Linked DNA regions of Rattus norvegicus: region 2 is linked to region 1. A link is a contact called in public Hi-C data. All regions are on one chromosome and are shown on one strand. Each heading gives the region's core, a stretch centred on a gene start, on an enhancer-like site or on the middle of the called end of the contact. The rest is flanking DNA. Distances are from core to core; before and after follow the strand shown.

Region 1 (6,293 bases), core at 869-3,368:
TAAACATGTATAACACAGTGGAGACCACTGCCTCAGCAAGCAGGATGGCCTTGGAGGATAGACAGACAGACCAAGTCTAACCCCTTGGGGGCCATGGGGGCAGAAGTAAAACTTCTGATTTTTATCAGAAGATACAGATACAGATACAGATAATATGCCTGTAAAGATACAGATATGTAAAGATACAGATAATATGCCTGATTTGGTGGCTGAAGTAAGAGCGGCCTCTCTCACCTCTTCTTCCTCCAAACATTGAGAGCTGTTGCTGATCTCATCAGGGCTGGTATGGCAGAAGCAGGTAAGGCCACAAGAAGGTTACAGCTGCCAGCAGGCTGCAGTATTGGACAGATGGCGTTTCTAAGCCTTGCTTAAGAGACAGTCTTGTCCTATTAACTTGAGAATGTTTTAAGGAAGCTAGCTGGCAGGATCCTTAGCCATTCAGATTGCTATTAAGAACTGGGGATCTTTGGGGGTAGGCAGGGATTACTGCTTTCTCTCCTTGTTCTGATTGTTTTGGGGACACAACTTCTAGGTGGTAGACACTGAATAAAGTCAGAAAACACTGAATTGTTAGGGGACAGGGAAATGAGCTCCAAGCTCCATTAACAAGTGATTGCTACACGCCTGATGGCAGAGTGCCTTGGTTCCTTCTCAGAAAAGATGTGAGGAAGGCAGGTATGGGCTGCAGCAGCGGGAGGCAGAGAGAATGTGCATGAGGTGTGGGGTGGGGTGTGGCAGCCACATGTTCCATCACTCTCCCATGGTCATCACATGAAGCAATCCAGTCAGTCCTCCAGGGCCAGGCTCCTGCCAAGTGTGTGTCCTGTGTGTCTACTTCTGTCTCCCTTTTAGTTAAGGATGTTTCTCACACATAGCATGGCAACTGTCCATTGCTCCTAGCTCTAGGATAAGCACCAGTTCACCAGGTAGACAAGATTTCATCTACTCTATGCTGAGAAGACAGGAGAAGTGAAAGGATTGCAGAGGTCTTCCAACCACAGCCGTTTGTCTGGTCCCACCAGGCAGTTTAAAAGGGAGCCAGAATAGAACGTGTGCCCTTTATCCAGGGTCCCTATTTGTGGAAGTACAGGGTGACCACATCTAACTAAGCCTCCTAATTTCATCTAACAAAATTGTTGCTCTAGGGTCCCTTTGAATGATGAACTCTGGTGGATAAGTAGAGCTCATATATAGTCATGTGGAATTTTTATGAAATCAACCTCAGGCATCTCATTCCATATAAACAGCTTGCCCAAGGCCCCAGATGAAAAGCAATTGGAGCCGACTATTGCTAGTGGCCTACTTATGGCAGGATTTCTGAGCAGCTCTCCTTGTGATAGGAAACCTCAGAAGGGTTTCGCAGCCTGGATCTGCAGTGTGTGGGATCTGAGGCCTTGGTTCTCCACCCACAGAGAAAGGTCTTCCCACCCTGGCTCCTGGTGTTCTGGACCCCAAGGCAGCCGAGCAGAACTAGAAGAAACTCTGGATTGGGAATCAGAACAGTTTTTTAAACATCACTCCACCTTTTTATCAGGTGTCCCAGGCAGCCTTTTCTCTTCGGAGCAGGAGGTTAACAAAATCTGTGAGCCAAGGAAATTCAGGCTCCTTGGTCTAGGTTGTCTCATCCCTTTGGACCATTTGAACACTTAGCTCACAAACCTTGGGCCAACTTTTAGGGCATAGTCTCACCTGCCTCCGTCAGCTCCAGTCGAGCTGATCCGGCTTTCCCCTGCTGGGTCATAAGGGAAGGGATGCTTTATCTCCGTGGCATGGAGTAGCAGCTGCAGCGCAGGGCTGGGTTACAGCACCGATAAGCACTTCTCAAGTTCGTGTGATGAATAAGAGATGTGAGCGGCCTGGGCAGGGTACCTGCTCATCTGTTGAACCTGATAATTTGGAAACATCTTTCCAGAGTCTTGGATTTCAAGTTGGAAATATGTCCTTTTAGTCTTCCTGTGGATTTCTTTTCCAAGACACTGTCTCCACTTTTCCCCTGGGTCAGGCACAGTGTGCTTTTGCTTTGGTGAGAAAAAAAGAGTCCCTTAAAGACAGATGGAGAAGCAGCGTTTCCAACCGTGCCCACATAAGTCAGAACCACAGTATATATTCCTGCTTACCTCGCCAGTTCTACTCCACAGTAAAATAGCTGTCGTGCTGTTAGCAATGCCTCCAGACTCTAACCCAGAGGAAGACTCACTTGCCATTGCAAAGAACAGTGGATGCTGACTGTCATGTACTCTGGCCACCATTACCTGCTATTAAAACCCTCTGCCTCTAATATCTCTCCCAGGATCATCATAGCAAGGCTCTCTGCCCTGTGACACATGTAACAAGGAATTGACCAAGAACAGGAAAGGATTCCTGACCACCTTCCTCATCCTCTCTATTTAATGGTTTAATTGTATTAGAGAGAAATAGAGAGTCACTAAATGACATCACTAAGTGACATCAGTGTTTAATTCTGTTCCTGAGATTTCCAGCAGTGTGACAGATTCGCTAAAAAGCCCTTGGAAGTCATGAAGGTCAGAGCCTTCCCCCATTACTAGATCAGAGCCCACTGACTATCTTTTTGGGTTCTTTTTTTTTTTTTTTTTTTTTTCGGAGCTGGGGACTGAACCCAGGGCCTTGCGCTTCCTAGGTAAGCGCTCTACCACTGAGCTAAATCCCCAGCCCCAGACTATCTTTTGAATAGAGGGCCATGCCACTCTGAACATGCCCCATTGCATCTGAACGTCATAAAAAGATGTCTGTTCACAACCACTCTTATGTTTATTCTACAAGCACCTACCCAGTGCCTTGTTGAAATGACCTTGAAAAGCCTAAGCAGAAGACACCTTGCTGTCTTTCAGAACCACACAATCACATAAAGGAGACAGAGGCATCCATCTACTTTGCAGCCTGTAGACTGCATGGTGAGAGTGATGCTCAGGTGGAAGGACCCAAGGCCTCGTGCTCTGAAGGGACAGCAGGAGCCTCGCTGCAGCTTTCCTGCAGGAGGTGGCCTTTATGGCTGGATGTAGAGATTGGGGTTAGAACCAGCCAGTGTTTGCATTCTGGTTTTACCACCAACTGGCTGTATGGCTCAAGTGACCCCTCAAGTCTCAGTTCTGTCACGTAAACAGAATTAAGTGGTGTCTAAATGTAAAATGGTCTTTAAAATCAGTCAGTACCACTGTCATCATCATGTGCCAGACCTTATTCAGAGTGAAATTTATTATTATACTAAAAATGAATTAATTCTGCATATTATAGATACTGCACAAAGAAAAATGATTTGGTCAGGAATTCAGGTAGGATCTTGTCATTCCTTTGTTGAGCAAAAGACAAAACAGCGAATCCCAAAAGCAACACTGTCTCCTCCAAAACCACGGGCCCTTTAGCAAGGGATCTGTAGATTGTGGGACAAAAGGTTGCATGGTTCTGCTGTAACTGTAGTGCATCATTATTTTAAATAATCAAAAATGAACATATTAAGCATATTCTAGTTCCCAATGAGGCAATACCATTAGACAAGACCCAATATATCTCTTTGGAGTCTTCATGATTTTGTAATCCAAAAGGGATCTAAGACAAAAAGTCTGAAAACTTCCAGAGACCTCTAAGCCAGTGCATGACATTGTCTCAAAAAACAAGTGGACAGCTCTAGGAGTAACAGCCAAGGTTGTCCCATGGCTTTGCACACTCACACATGTGCATATGCACGGCATGCATATAAGTATGCGCACGTGTACACACACACACACACACACACACACACACACACACACACACACACACAGTAAAACTATTTGTGACAGCTGAACCACCTTCCTATTTTTGAAAAGTATTAACTCTAGATGTGCTTTGTCAAAGCAGGGTTGACTCACAGCCAGGCTTCCTGAGTTTCTCCTATGCAGCATCACCATGCCATCCGCTCCCTTATTCTTGGGCAGCAGCTTTTCCTGACGAACCCCAGGGACCCTCCTGTGGCTGCTGTCTTCTCTAGGGTCCTCCAAGGCCTGTCTTCCTATGGTTTATCCATGGAAGATAGAATGACTTTCCTTCTACAGATTTTCAGTTCTATCCATCAATCCCCCATCAAAGATCTGAGTGCACGTAGATTTCATCTTTCAACCTTATTGAAACATTTCCACAATATGAGTGGACAGTTATTATTCTAACACCACTCTTTGTTTTGTTTTTGGTTTTTTGAGACAGTTCTTACTGTGTAGTCCAGGCTAGACTTAAACTCAAAGTCCTGCCCCAACTTCCTGAATGCTAGGATTAGAGGCATAAAATACCATACATAGTTTGCCATGCATATTAATAAGTAACCCATTAATAATAATAATAATAGTAATAATAATAATAAAATAAATAATGGCATATTCCAACTGAGACACTTCTTACGTTTACAATTTTATATTACCCAGTGTATAATTTATTTGCATAGTGAACATTTATCTTTACATGTTGTCACTGTCGTAACTTTCATAAGTTGATCAATGTTTGTCACCATGCTGAACTTCCTGATAAATGATAAGATAAGAACATTGGAGGTAGCCAGGAGTGGTGTCACGTGCTTTCGTCCTAGCACTCAGGAGGCAAAGGCAAGCAGATGTCTTTGAGTTCAAGGCCAGCTTGGCCTACAGAGAGAGTTCCAGGATGGCCAGGACTACACAGAGAACCCTGTCTCGAAAAACCGAAACCAAATAAAAATAATGTAGGTAAAAGTGTCTATAAGTAATTCTAAATTGAAGTCACTGAGTGTTCCTCTCACCCCTGGATGCCTCTAAGAGTGGATGTTGGGAAGAAGTGGGGCTCCAGTCATCAGGCCCCCACTCCTGTTTTGGTTCATGCACCACACCTAGCCTTCCTGGTACATGTGCCCAGTGGCCTTTCAAGACTGCAGGTTTTTAGAAAATAGGAGATGTTCAAAGCCCAAGCATCGTCGTCTACGCCAATGTTACCTGGAGAACAGGCAACTGTATACAAAGAGGGCATGTACTACTTCTCCAGGCTTAACTCAGGTCATGGAACTTGATTCTCCATCCATGGTCTCACCATGTCTTGAAGGGAAGGATGCAGCGATTAGTAGGAAGTTGCTGGGCTGTCCAGCCATCGATGGCAGACACTACCCTAGGAGCAAGCATGGCCGTCCCCTGCTGTTCCCCATGCAGTGACTGGGTCTAGGCCCTAACAACAAGGGTGCTTTGTAACATCCCTCTGTGTCATCCCCGATGCTGTTTGCCAACCTTGAATTCCTGCTGTGTCAGGCTGTTCTCCCTCCCAGCCCCAGCACTCACATCATGCCAGACTGAGCTCTTGGAGAGGGCTTAGCATAGCATGTGCCCTTTGTGTTGATTAAAGGAGCAGCCAGGCAGAGGTGAAACTGAAGTTCTAGCCCATCACGGTTGCTCCCCTATTTCTTTAAGAATAATAACTCACATCTTGGGGAAGGGGCATGTGTATGTTTGTACCCATGTCTTTGTTTGGAAGGGGGGTGTCACTGGTCCCCCCTTTAATCCTCACACAGTCTTGCAACCTCCCACAGGCTCCGTCCATGCCACGTCAGTAGCAGCCTCAAGAGTGGAGCAAGCACTGTCAGAAGTGGCCTCGTCTCTGCAGAGCAGTGCTCCCAAGCAGGGGCCACTGCACCCCTGGATGACGCTGGCACAGATCTGGCTCCATGCAGGTACCGTTCCTACTCTTGACCCCAAGGGCCTCTTCCCCTACCCATTCTTTCCCGCCATCAACAGATCCTGAGACCGCTAGCTTCTGCAGGTGCCTATTCAACTGTTTAGCCCAGAACTCCTCAGCTGTGGGGAGAAATCAAAGCTTTTGTGGCCAAGCACCAAGCTGATACTGTGTCTGTACAGGGACCTTGTGCTGTCTATCCTCTACCTCCTCATCCCAGTCACTGACTATACTTGACCCAGGCAGTCAGTAGAAAATCAGACTGGGGACCACTGAGGGATTTGCAGGTCAAGGGGTACTAGAGAGGGGTCCAGTGTTGCACCCCATGCTGCCTCTCTGCAGGTGAGAGTGAATTCCACCGGTACTGTTTCCCAGCTGGGTAGACTCCAGCTCTGCCTTACCTCTCAGTTCATTCATCTACATGGCGGGGTTGCAAAAGGACCTGTCTCCCAGGTCAAGGAGCACAATGCTTGGCACGTCTCAGTGTTCAGTCTCCAAGTCCCTGGGCAATGGGACAGGAGCGTTGATGTCACAGATGCCTTTATCCAGGGCAGGGGAGGGTGCTTGGTGTCCCCACTTCCTGCCACAGCCATGCCTGGTAACCTGCAGAGAGGGAA
Region 2 (7,269 bases), core at 3,186-5,685, 220 kb before region 1:
ATTAAATTGCAGCTTTACATATGCTTTGTGTATTACTACCAACCTTTTATTAAATTAAATGGTGTTGATCTTTCGTCAGGACTCACCATTCTACCAACACTATGACCTAGATCTGAAGGACAAACCTTTGGGAGAAGGAAGTTTTTCAATCTGTCGGAAGTGTGTACACAAAAAAACTAACCAAGCCTTTGCCGTCAAAATAATCAGCAAAAGGTATGGCCAGTCCTAGCAGTCTTTCTTGGGGCTTTATACTACTTGGGGTTCTGGAGAAGGAAATCAGCTGTTTCCCTTGCAAGGCTGTTTACACACAGGCTTGGCTATTTACTATGTTAGCTGATCTCCAGCACCTCTAGCACCAATGTTTTCTGATGAGTCAAACAGTTTTGGACAAATCAGAATCTGTTGTGTTCTATGTGAAAACTGTCTTGCGGTAATGAAATATTTAATCAGATTTGCTTGGTGACTTCTATTAGTTGAATGTTTGAAGTCAAAAGTATTCAACAAGCTTCCTGATGGCTTTGAGAACAGAGCCTGCTAGCTGTTCTGGTACTGGGTTATTACCATTGCTAAATTGTCAGCAGGAAGAACATACATTTCTTTGTATGACTAGCTCTCTTCTGATGAAGAGGGAGTCATTTTCTTTTTAAAAAGTTTTACTTTCCTGGTGGGTGGTATGCTTATTACTTTCGTGGATATGTCATTTTGAGACTTTGACACAAGTATTCTGAGTGCACTGTAAATAAAAACAGGGAGGGAGCACTGCTGCAGACTCTGCTGGAAGAGACATAGAAATGTTGACTATTTGACCTTGCAGGATGGAAGCCAATACTCAGAAAGAAATAACAGCTCTGAAACTCTGCGAAGGCCACCCCAATGTTGTGAAGCTGCATGAAGTTTTTCATGACCAGGTATTTCATGGCTTCCCTCTGTCCATGTACATGGGCTAGACCATATACAGGGTTCAGCTTCTTACCAGTTTTATTGGTGCTGCTGAGTGAAACTCAGGGACTATCACCCAGCCTCAGGGAAGAGGAGAAAAGGTAGCTCACACACTCTCACCCCTGAATCATTGCATCCTGTTCCTTCACCTTGCCTCCCTAGGTTGCCATATTGGCATGGGTGGATGCCAGAGGGGAAGAGCCCAATAAGCCACTGTCACAGATTTCAGAGTGCTTATTGTGAGTGAGGCTGCCATCTCCCTCACTTAACTATGCATAGTCAGTACTTGGTGACTTTAAGCCTTCAACATTCCTTACATTTCTAGCATCAAACAGACTGACTCTTAAGCCCACTTGCTGCAAGTTAAGGACAAATGGGAAGCAGAAAGACAAAAATGCTCCCTTTCATCTTGTTCCAGGTGTCAGCATCTGCTCAACCTCCAGGCCAGGTTGTTGTATGTTCTCTTCTACCCTTAGCTCTGCTTCTCAACAGAAGTCTTACACAGAAGCCTGTCACTTGGACAGATAGAAATATCGGTGGTCCACAGCACCTCTCAGCTCCCTGCATTGTCACCTCCCATGCCTGAAATTGTGCTATTTCAGTATTCTTTTCTCTGACAGTGGACAGGTATCACAGCCTTCTCAGGACTTCAGCTTGTTACCCTTCTATGCCTATCTATTAAGGCACAAATGTGAAAACAAGTCCTGAACGTGTTTTTTCCTTCTTCTAATTTTAACAACAAAGGACCTGAGATTCCTAAAAGTCTTGAGACTTTTTCCAGCATCCGTAGTCAGTGAAAATCTAGAAAGAACCTCTTCCAGACTCACATCATTCTGTTGATGTGACATTCTTGACTAGAGTAGCTTTGGGGACTCGGTTCTGAGTACCATAACTAAGAGTAACATCATGGTGATATCAGGTGGCAGCAGGAACACATTGTCATTATAATCTTTTGCTGTATTATCTTAGTCCTTGCCTTAACACTGTAATGTCAGAAAACAACCCATAGAAGTTCAGCTTGTTAATGGTAAGGCTGGTATCTAAGCCCCACCATTCCAACTTCAGACCCTAACAAGCTTTTAACTACTTTGCTCTGCTCTATTAGAGGAGGCAGGTACACAGTCGGGTTATTATGTCAGATAACAAACATCTAAAAATGGTATCATCTTCTCCTTCCTCTGGTTCTCATGAGAAGAGAAGCTATTGAAGCAAGAACTCTTGAGAATGCTCTCCTTGCCTTCTACCTTGTTGACCTACTCAGATTCTCATGGGAGCAGTGAATCCCCTGTCCATTTGAGGTGCATGCTAAAAGACAGCGTCCTGTTGATGCAGATACAGAGAAAACTCACCTATCAAGAAACTGATGGATGACCTCAGACACCCCACCTGTAGTTTTGCAGCTGTGATCCTCACTGAATCTCAGCCCAAACACTGGATCTTGGAACTTCTGACTAGTATCATGGCTCAAGAATTCTATACCTAGCTTTTAAATTTATGTTAAAAGCTTATTTTTGGCAATTTTTAAATTTCAGACTCCTTGGAATAGGAATTTTCTTATGATCTAATGCTACATGTAGTAGTATAAATATAATAATAATTCTGCTATTCACTTGTTGAAATATGTCTTGAGAGTTTTGCCCATGGTAGTTGATCCTAATATCTATGCAGTCCTATTTCCAACTAGTTTGATGAGAACAAGGGTGGCTCTTCAGCCTTTGGCTGTACAATAAGCCAGCTCATTTGTGTGCTGTGATCTTTGTCCATCCTCTGTATGTTCCTAATTGCTGCCACAAACTTAGTATGTTAACTATTTAAACAATGAATGGTGATAGCAAGTCTGCCATCAGGCTCACTGATCTGCAGTCAAGGAGTAGACAGAGCTGTCCCCTCCTGGGGACGATAAAGGACAACTTGTGTTCTTGACTTAGCTTCTGGAGGCCACTCATTTTCTTTAGCTTATTAGCCTTTTATGCAGTACTCTAATCTCTTGCTTGCATAGTCTAATCTCATACCTTAGGTGCTGGTCGATAACCCAGGGTAATTATCCCATCTCAAGAATCTTAATCATGGGGCTAGCGAGACGCTCAGTGGTTAGGAGCTCTATGCTCAGTTGCCAGCACTCCTGAGGCATCTTACAATCATCTATAATTATAGTCCCATTGGACCCAATGCAGACACACATGCATACATATTTACATATATGACATATGCATACATGCATATATACATACATACATACATACATACATACATACATACATACATACATACATACATTTATGTATGTACATCTTTTTAAAGAATTCTAATCGGGGACTAAGTGGGTAGCACATAATCCTAGCGTGCAGGAGGCAGAGACAGGCAGATCTCTTAAGTTCGTGGTTTGCCTGGTCTACATAGTAAGACCCCATCTTAAAAAAATAAAACAACAATAACAGAACCTTAATTACAACTACATGGTCCCTTTTGTCATCGACAATAAGAAACATGGGTTTGAAGGTTAGGACATGGAATCTGTGGGCCATCATCACAGTTCTACCTGTACATTTTTTTCATCACCTACATTTTATTGCTGTGGATCCTAGGGTTTATAAAGATGTCCTAGTTGGGTTTTCTTGCCATAAAGAGACACTCTGACCAAGGCAACTCTTGCAAAGGCAAACAGTTGGGCCTGGCTTACAGTTTTAGAGGTCCAGTCCCTTATCGTCATGGTGGGCAGCACTTGGTACTGGAGGAGCCAAGAATTCTACATCTTGATCTGAAGGCGTCCAGAAGACTCTTCTGCAAACAGCCAGGAGGAAGGTCTTTTCCACAAGAAACATGTAGAGTGAGTTGCAGATCTTTGCAGTAAATATTCTCAGGAATCCTGTGATGAGTCACTGAGCCCTGAAGTTGTAAGCACCACCTCTCTCTCAAGGGAAACTGCCCCTCGCTCAGTGGCAGCTGCACATGATACCAGGCAGCCACCCCTGGGCTATTCACCATCGATTGTCAGCTCGGTTCACAGTTTTAAAGTGAAAATATGAAAACTTGAGAGAAGATTAAAATAGAGTTCAACAGAAATAAAATGAGGTAAAGGAAAAGACTGAAAAGATTTTGCTGAAGTACTTGAAATTTTTTTCATTGCTAAAATAGAATTCTGAGAAGCTACATTATTCTTTAACTCTTTAACTAGAAGGATTGTTGTAGGCTGTTTAAGCAAGGGGTTATTTAAATTACTGAACAGTAAATAACCTCTACAGGAATTCTTGTCTTTTCAGAAAATCCCACCTTACTCTTTCTTTTCATCTTTCTAGCTTCATACATTTCTTGTGATGGAGCTTCTGAATGGGGGAGAGCTGTTTGAGCGCATCAAGAAAAAGAAGCACTTCAGCGAGACTGAGGCCAGCTACATTATGCGGAAGCTTGTGTCGGCTGTGAGCCACATGCACGATGTTGGAGTGGTGCACAGAGACCTGAAGCCGGAGGTGGGACGGTGGGACGGGGCAGCTCAGCCTGCGCTGCTAGCCTCAGTAGCTGTCAGGCTTGAGGAGCTTGCTTTTTTCCCAGGGCCAGCAAGTAAATACTGGAAAATGCTTCTTAGGGTTTTTTCTTTCTCTTCTCTTTTCTGTGTCAGTCTAAAATAAATTTGTTCTTTTTCCCCCTCTTGCCAGCTGATCATCTTGAGGTTATATTTGTAAGTGTGAGAGCCTTTTATGGGAAAAATGCTGCATGCAACAGTTGTATACTAAAAATAGCAGTGGGAAATTTTGTAGCAAAAAATAATAGCTCTGCTGTATGTATTCCATCCTGGGGAGTTTGTTCCTTTGATAGTGTATTTTGAAACCTTAATTTTCACGTTTTTAAATCAAATCGATTGTTCCTGAACAGTAATGGATGTAGTTCTGTCCTGCGCAGCCTCACGTGAGGCCGTGTCTTGGTTTAATCCGCTGTCCTCTCCGTGTGCGCTTCAGTATGCTCACGCACTGCGGTATTTATAGACCTGGAGAGCAGCACAGAGCAACAGCTTTGTGTCTCTCCTTCAGAAGGTTAATTGAGAAGGCTCTAACACAGAATCAGCCCTTTTTAGCATCAAAAATATGAAATTTCCTCCCCTGTTAAAAATAAGTAATAATGAACTTGGAAAACAAAAGCCAATGACTTTTTTAAAAACAGTCATCCTTTATCATATGAGAAATTATATATATTTCTGGTCTAAAATAGGATGTTATTTTTAGTTTATATGTGATCATAATATATTTTCAAGTCTATTTAAAATATTAATAGGTTTGATGTTCCTTTTTTTTTCAATTTTTTTCTCCATCTTTTTTAACTTGGGTATTTCTTATTTACATTTCAATTGTTCTTACCTTTCCCGGTTTTCAGGCAAACATCCCCCTAGCTCCTCCCTATCCCCTTCTCTATGGGTGTTCCCCTCCCCATCCTCCTCCCATTACCACCCTCCCCCCAACAATCTAGTTCACTGGGGGTTCAGTCTTGGCAGGACCCAGGGCTTCCCCTTCCACTGGTGCTCTTACTAGGATATTCATTGCTACCTATGAGGTCAGAGTCCAGGGTCAGTCCATGTATAGTCTTTAGGTAGTGGCTTAGTCCCTGGAAGCTCTGGTTGGTTGGCATTGTTGTTCATAAGGGGTCTCAAGCCCCTTGATGTTCCTTTTTTATTAAAACAAAAAAGAATATTTCTGTAAAAGCAATGTTTTATCTTGTGCTTAAATTACTAAAAGATGTTTTAAAAGCTGGACAGTGGTGGCACACACCTTCATCCCAGCCCTTGGGAGGTAGAGGGAGGTGGGTCTGAGTTTGAGGTCAGCCTGGTCGACAGAGTGAGTTCCAGGACCATTCACAGAAAACATGTCTCAAAAAATTTTGATATTTTAAAAATGGAAATAACATGTATTCAAAAACAGTTATCCCTCAGTATCTGTGGAGGATTGGACCCTGAGTTCCAAAGATGATGTCAAGTCTCTTGCATGAAATTGAATATTATTTTCATATAACCTACATGATCCTTTTGTATAATTTAAGTCTAGGTTATTTATATCTATTTTTTTTTTTGGTTCCTTTTTTCGGAGCTGGGGACCGAACCCAGGGCCTTGCGCTTCCTAGGCAAGCGCTCTACCACTGAGCTAAATCCCCAACCCCATCTATTTTTATTTAAATGATATATAAATATGTATATTTTAGGGAATAATCACAAAAAGAAATCCTTCCATATTCTGTACAATATTTGAAGGGATATTTTTTGTTTTTGTTTTGGGAGTAGGTTATTTTGTTTTGTTTTGTTTTTCTTTTTAACTTCTCAGTGCATAGTAGGTTGAACCCACAGTTGTGATCCTTGGGGATTCAGAAGGCTGAAGACAATTAATTTATTCCTTTAAGGGTTCTAAGTTTCTGAGTACTTTGTATTACTGTTGTTCACGTTGCTAGTAATTAATCACAAGTGGCAGTGTCTTAGGGACTCGCAGCTGTGCTAGCTCCCCTCTGCTTCCTTCATCCCAGTTCTCACTCCTACGTAACACCCACTGAAAACATGGCGCTCTGGGCTCGGAGATTAGGTGTCTATTTTTAAATGTGAAAGCACACCACTTAAATGTTTGCTTGATAGACAGGGAACAGGCATGTAGTCTTTAATGGAAAGATCTGCCCCATGACTGTATGGGACTCATTTTCACATGTTTTATTCTTTGATAACTGGCCATCTGTCATCTCATGAGCCTCGAGTGAGGCACATGCTCTAGCAGCAAAATTTAAATTTGCCTTCTTGCTTTCCTGATCAAAAGATACTTCTGTAGCTTGAAGTGAAGCAGAATCGTTAGATTATACTGTTTGTTCCACCAACATTTTATTCTTAAACTCGGTTTCAGGAACGTAAAAATGTACCTTTGAACTAACATTTTCCTAACCATAGCTCTCGCCTTGACTTTTAAATGGCAGAGTATCTTATTTCCAAGCTAAAAGTTAATCCCTTTCCTATGTAGCAGGTTAGTTGTGACTGTTTAGTTAGATGGCATTCTTTTTCTGCATAGACACAACTCTTAAGTTTTAGGTGAGAAGCAGACAAATTTAGAAGCTGGCTGACATTCTTAGAGGACTGCTTCGTAGTCTTCCTGTTGATCCCCTAAAGGATTAAGAGGGGCTCTGAATGTGAGAGTCTTTTCAGGCAGAAATTGAAATGATGGAAGGACCCATTCCGGGCCGTGCACACCCCCGTGTGGAGCTGTCCTGCACTTCCCTTGCGTCCTTGGGGCAGGAGGCAGGAAGTAAGCGGAATGCTCTGGTTTTACCTGTTCTGTAGGAGGAGGGTTAAAGTCGGCAGTGTAAAGGGAATGC

The links. A called contact is a pair of places that touch in the nucleus more often than the background predicts.
Region 2: a contact with region 1 is called in a Hi-C map of frontal cortex, with 2.2 times the contacts expected there. The contact joins two enhancer-like sites.

The regions. Positions count from the first base shown.
Region 1 is chr6:125,349,551-125,355,843 of GRCr8, reverse strand. It overlaps Ttc7b (tetratricopeptide repeat domain 7B), which reads left to right. Exons shown (of 22, transcript NM_001401371.1): 20 at 5,534-5,674. Among named protein-coding and RNA genes, the nearest start is that of Calm1, 140 kb to the right of the region's middle. Within about 2 kb of position 2,118, at least 9 of the 93 cell types and tissues checked have an H3K27ac peak or open chromatin away from gene starts, as enhancers often do.
Region 2 is chr6:125,570,422-125,577,690 of GRCr8, reverse strand. Rps6ka5 (ribosomal protein S6 kinase A5) reads left to right here. Exons shown (of 17, transcript NM_001395592.1): 11 at 80-213; 12 at 815-908; 13 at 4,236-4,406. Among named protein-coding and RNA genes, the nearest start is that of Ttc7b, 45 kb to the right of the region's middle. Within about 2 kb of position 4,435, at least 19 of the 93 cell types and tissues checked have an H3K27ac peak or open chromatin away from gene starts, as enhancers often do.